Linked DNA regions of Triticum aestivum: region 1 is linked to region 2. Evidence: chromatin contacts called from public Hi-C data. All regions are on one chromosome and are shown on one strand. The core of a region is the stretch at or near the end of the contact, and the rest is flanking DNA. Distances in the headings are between cores, read along the strand shown. Region 1 has its middle 240 kb from the start of LOC123065670. Region 2 has its middle 120 kb from the start of LOC123070778.

Evidence for each region. A called contact is a pair of places that touch in the nucleus more often than the background predicts.
Region 1: a contact with region 2 is called in a Hi-C map of leaf, with 8 times the contacts expected there. The contact joins two enhancer-like sites. A contact is called at or near these places in 4 of 5 Hi-C or Micro-C datasets (leaf and an unstated tissue) and 1 of 1 datasets of contacts at active chromatin or transcription factors (leaf).

Annotation. Positions count from the first base shown.
Region 1 is chr3B:540,027,452-540,030,151 of IWGSC CS RefSeq v2.1, forward strand. No RefSeq gene overlaps it. Among protein-coding and RNA genes, the nearest start is that of LOC123065670, 240 kb to the right of the region's middle. Within about 2 kb of position 1,325, at least 6 of the 8 cell types and tissues checked have an H3K27ac peak or open chromatin away from gene starts, as enhancers often do.
Region 2 is chr3B:539,709,391-539,712,090 of IWGSC CS RefSeq v2.1, forward strand. It overlaps the pseudogene LOC123070779. Among protein-coding and RNA genes, the nearest start is that of LOC123070778, 120 kb to the left of the region's middle. Within about 2 kb of position 1,326, at least 1 of the 8 cell types and tissues checked has an H3K27ac peak or open chromatin away from gene starts, as enhancers often do.

The DNA of each region.
Region 1 (2,700 bases), core at 75-2,574, 320 kb after region 2:
CGCCCTTCTCATGGGTGGGATCCCCGTCGCCGTAGCACGTGGATTAGCTCTGGGTCGGCTCGCTCTCGCTGGCCCTCGTGTCCACTACTGCAGCTTTAACCTCTCGTGGTTCCCGTGCGGTGGGGTGGTTGGTTAGTGATCGATCAACCTCGCCGGTGCCAAGATCAGAAGCTAGGGTCCATCGTCCATGCAGCAGCAGCAGCCATGGTCGCTTTGTGGCAAGTTGCAAGTGATGCCTTTTTAGGCTCATGCGTTCGCTGTCACCACCGCTTTGCGTTCGTGTGCGGCATCATCCATCGTGTTGATCCACCACGCGACACAGTAACAAGCACGAGATCATTTTGCTGTTAGCGCTAGTTCCCGCTCTGTTGCTTGTCTAATTAAGAGAGCGTCGTGTCCCATGTGTTGTTATCTTTTTTAGTTAGCGGAACTGGAAAGAATCGGTTTTGCTGCTTTTGAGTTGATGTCAAGAAAACCTGCTGTGCATTCCGGGGTCTGATCGGGCCACATGACCAGGGCACCTAGTGTGATTTGATTTCGCAACTGCCGGAAAAATAGCCATAGATAGCTAGTACGTGTGCGTCATTCTTTCGGAGGCTGCGCGGTGCTCAAACACAACAACTCCCGCACGTTCTGGCTTATTAAATTTTTAACTCAGCATATTTCTTCAACTCCTCATATTCCGGCCCTTACGTTAACGTGCACCAAATGTGCATCGACGGTTGACAAGCTGGGAGCTTGAGATAGATATATTCCTGATTATCCTCGACTAACTCTCGTGAGAGGGAACGAGGACACGTGGTTATAGCAAGCGCCTCAAGATATAGATGTGTCAAATATACGATTGGTTCCAAGGAAAGCTATTCCATCGGGACACTGATCTGCATGCAGTGCAACCAAAAATGCTGACGTGTCCCTAATCTTGATAGAACGATAAGCAATGCCACCAGAAGAGGAGTGTTTCGAAAACTCGGAGCAGCAGCAAAACAAGCCGCTTTCGCCTCTTTTTGGCGAAAGATACATTCCAGTTTTTCCAGCGGCACCTGCTCCATCCATATTCCATACTGGCAGCACATCCATGAACAAGTGCGTCGCAAGAACCACGAAGATTCCAATAAATTCCAAATCATCTTGCCGAGGGAGAACAAGCTGAAGCTAGACGCCACGGACCACGAGCCAAAAGGCGTAAAATCACGTGCGATTGCGATACGGGCGCGATCGCCAGCAGACTGGACCCTCGTGTCGTGTTCCGATCCTGACCGGCACGCATTGGCCCTGGCCCGGCGGGGCGGGCGTTGGCCCCCGATACGACACGACTGGTGGATCGCCGCGCTGCGGGTTAATGATACGGTGAATGTGGCGCTTGGCGCGCGCGGAAGGCCGCCCTGTGGTGGTGGTGGTGGTGGTGCCCGCGGGCGGCCGACAGCGTCGCCGTCGGCGAAAAGCGGGCCGCGCGCGGGTGGACGAGCGGAAAGGCCGCGACGGCCCTGGCGCCGGCGCTGCTGGGGGTCGAGTGATTGGCCCTTCGGCCGGGCTCGCGATAAGACAGGGACGCGCGCATCTTCCGGCCGGCGCGGCGCCTACGTTATCTGCTGCGGATAGGAACCCCCCGACGGCCCCGATCCTCTCTCTTTTGGAGATTTTACGGCTCCGATAAAACTGATCCCGTTCCGGCTGCAGGAGCAGGACCAACGGGTATCTCTCGCTCTTTCGCGTCCCGATGGCTCCTGCGTGCCTTCTGGTCCTCTCCAATCATGCTAAGGTTCCATCTAAATTCCTACTGGGACGGAGCTGCCTTATAGGCATTGGGGTCAATTGACCCCAATGAAATTTTAAAATCCTTCACTAATTTTGTACTAATCACTAATATTTATAGAAGGATGAACCCAGTGGCATGTACATGACCCCATCAATCTTTTTTCCTAGCTTCGTCTAAAATAAGTAGTACTAGTAACTAGCAGAACAGATGATTACTCGGTAGTGGGACGATGGTGATGAGTTTACCGGCTAAGTCAAACATGCTCACGTATGCACGCCAATTATTCTTGCCACACTTACCGGTCTGCCATGGAGATGCGGAGCGGACGAGCGGTAGACGTGACGGCATGGTTTCATCCACGGCTGATGTCTGCACCGTGCATAAAATGTATATAATGCCACCGGATCTTGACGCGTTCATGGCTCCATGCACACCCTGGAAAGTTCGAAGACACGGGTATTTTAAAGCGAATCTCCGGTCAAGGGCGTCGGTAAGACCGGATTATTTCGGTGGCGACGCTGCATTGCCGGGAGGCCACTACGTGCTTCATTTTTATATATCGTGCTTTGTCGGCTTGGCTTAGAGGCCGTATCCGGCCACAATATTGTTTCCTGTCTTCTGTTTCTGTTTTTTAAGTGGGTTCGCACGTGGATCATCTACAAACATGCAAACAGAGGTAAGAAGGTTTCCGCAGCCTGTCAGTGATATCCAGCCCAAGAGGTAACCAGCCTTTTAACCGAAAACCTGCGCTCCGGGCGCCCCTATGTCTCGCTTCCTGCGAGACCTATGGAACCCTCGCATAAGGCCACCGTGAGATGGCCGGCCCAGCTGAACTGGAAGCCACGGCACTCATTTTCTTGTTTTCTCATTTTTCATTTTTGTTTTATATTTCTTTTTTTACACTTCTAAAATCTAAAAACATATATATTACAAAACAAATA
Region 2 (2,700 bases), core at 76-2,575:
AAAATGTAAACGTGAACATTTTTATATTCAGAACAAAAAGTTAAAAAATGAATATTTTTTAAAAAAAATGCGAACAAAATTTGTATAGGTATGCTTTTTTGGAAATGTGAACAAAATTAGAAACATGGGAACATTTAATGAAATTGCAAACAAAATGTTGAGACCGCGTATATTTATTAAGCATGAACATTTTTCTGAAAAAATGTGAACAAATTTTGAAAACGACAACATTTTTTTATTTTTAAACACGGACATTTTTTTGAAATTGTGAACATATATTGAAAACAAGAACATTTTTTGAACTTCTTGAAATACGAACATGTTTTGAAATTGTGAAGAAAATTTTGAAAATGAGAACATTTTTTGAAACACTAACATTTTTAAAAATTGTGAAGAAATTTTGAAAACGAGAACATGTTTTCAAATTTCAAACAATATTTGAAATTTTTCAACAAAAATAACAGGAAAAACAAAAAAAGTAAAATTAACCATATTATAGCAAAAAAGGAAAATAAACTTGGAAAAAGAAAATGAAAATGAAAGAAATTTAAAAAGAAAAATGTAAAAAAAAGCAAAAAAGGATAAAGTAGAAAATAGAAGCAGGAAAAAAGAAAACAAAAAAGAAAGGTCACAAAAAAAAGCTGGTTCAGGAACCTTCTGAAGGTTCCTCAAACCGGAAAGACCCTTCTGGAAAGCTCTAGAAGGTTCCCAAAACCAAAGTCGCTGAAACAATTAAACGGGTCGGCCCAAGACGAGCGAATCAGCCACACTTCCTTCGACGCAATGAGCGTTCGTTAGGGAATTCCGCAACAGTCCTCCATTCTTGCCATCAGACTCATCTACTGCCATATGGCGAAAACCCTTCCGCTTAGTTTTTTCTGCCTTATTAATGCGTAAGCCACATCCGTATGCATCTGCCTCTGGATCTCCGGAAGCGTTCGTATTTTCCGAGTCGTGCCCAAACCACGGCAAATTCCAGGCTAAAAGTTCCATTGCTCCCAGACGTCGGGAAGACGAGGAACGGGAAAGGAAAAACTCACGATCGACAGTGGCCACCGGAGGACAGCAAACCCTAGGTTTTCCCTAGGGGACGGAAATTCTGGAGAGGAAGCCCCCTCGTCAGATTATCAGGAAGGCTTCAGGAAGATGCCATCAGTCCAACGGCCGCCGCGGCGGTCCAATGCTAGCCGCCAAAAAACTGTCCCGTTCCTGATAGACGGACGTGTACCGCCCTTGTAGTTTAAGACGAAGCTCAGTTCTACCCACACAACATTGTGCCCCATGTCCACGATTCGTAGTATAAGGGAACATCATCTGTTTTACGTTGTCGGTTCATACTTTGTACCTATCCGTTGTTCAGCCGTTTTCTAAACTACACCACGAACTGATGAAGCAAAGAGATGTGGTACTGAAGGAACAAATTCGCCAGTATTCCAAGCAAAGTGTCCACAGTTGCGCGTCACATGTTAGGAAAATCGATAGATAGGCAAGCAAAGCATCAACAACACGTTTGCAATTTTGCCCGTGCCACCATCAAGTTTAGAATCCTACATGCTGTTTTCAGATAGAAGCATACTTGAACCCAACAAAGGAGGGAGAAATTATGGAGCAAAGCTATGAGAGCAAGGCTAGCAAAAAACAAAAAGGTTTCAAATGACGAACCAAATCTCACCATTCACATTTACTACGCGACTTTAGACTTCAAAAACAAAACTGAAACCGATGTGTAACTTGTTTACACGGGATCACACGCAGAGGAGGATGCACTCCATTGAATTTCCATGTGCAGTGCCAATCCTATCATCCCAAAGTGCCTATCACCTCGTCCATACAGTTCACTTGCCTTCCATGAGGCATCTCGTTTTACTAGAGAAGGAAAAAGGTTTAAGAGAAAGATGCAAAGAGAGGTGACGAGTCAGCTATTGACATATGGACCTGCATTTTGCAGCAAAAGATGGTAATGTGTTGCCCGGCTGGATAATCGAGCATGCTTCTGCACTAGCTTCAAATTGTAGGCCCTGGTGTTAGTCGTTCATTGAGTACCCATCTTCATATCTGTCAGAATATATGTGTAGAAGCGACTGTTGAATCAATCGCCATAATCTGCAGATTTAACCAAGATCTGAACTACAATCCATCGAAAGGTCTACCCCTTGACTGACTTCGTTCACCACCAATATCAATTGAGGACATAGCCGTAGCTAACTCATCGGTGGAGCCGGTCATAGGTTCAGGATCTGTTGCCTCCGCCAGTGCGCTCAGCATGGTGGCCACTTCAAACGTATCATCCAGGTAGAATTTTGCTTTGCTTGGTTTTTGTCCCACAGTGCATGCAAACAATGGTGTTTTGGGGGCAACCATACCCCTTTTGATTATGTCCGCAATGTTTTCAAACATGTCTTCGTCAGACCTGTCATCACCAATACACAATACAAAGTCGGCGTGCTTTCCTCTCTCTTTCATTGATATCAGTATCTTTTCAGCTATTACTCCCTTGCTTACTCCCTGGAGAATTAGCATAAAGAAACAAGAGATTCAATGTTAACGTTGAGCATACATCACATATCAAACATGTGAGGCAATTTTGAGAGGGGGTACACCAACAAACTAAACCAGAAGGTGCAACTGATGTCAACTTGTGTGACCATTACTTCAGCTCAATGTTACTAAAGAACTAACACACTTGCAGAAGAAAGAACA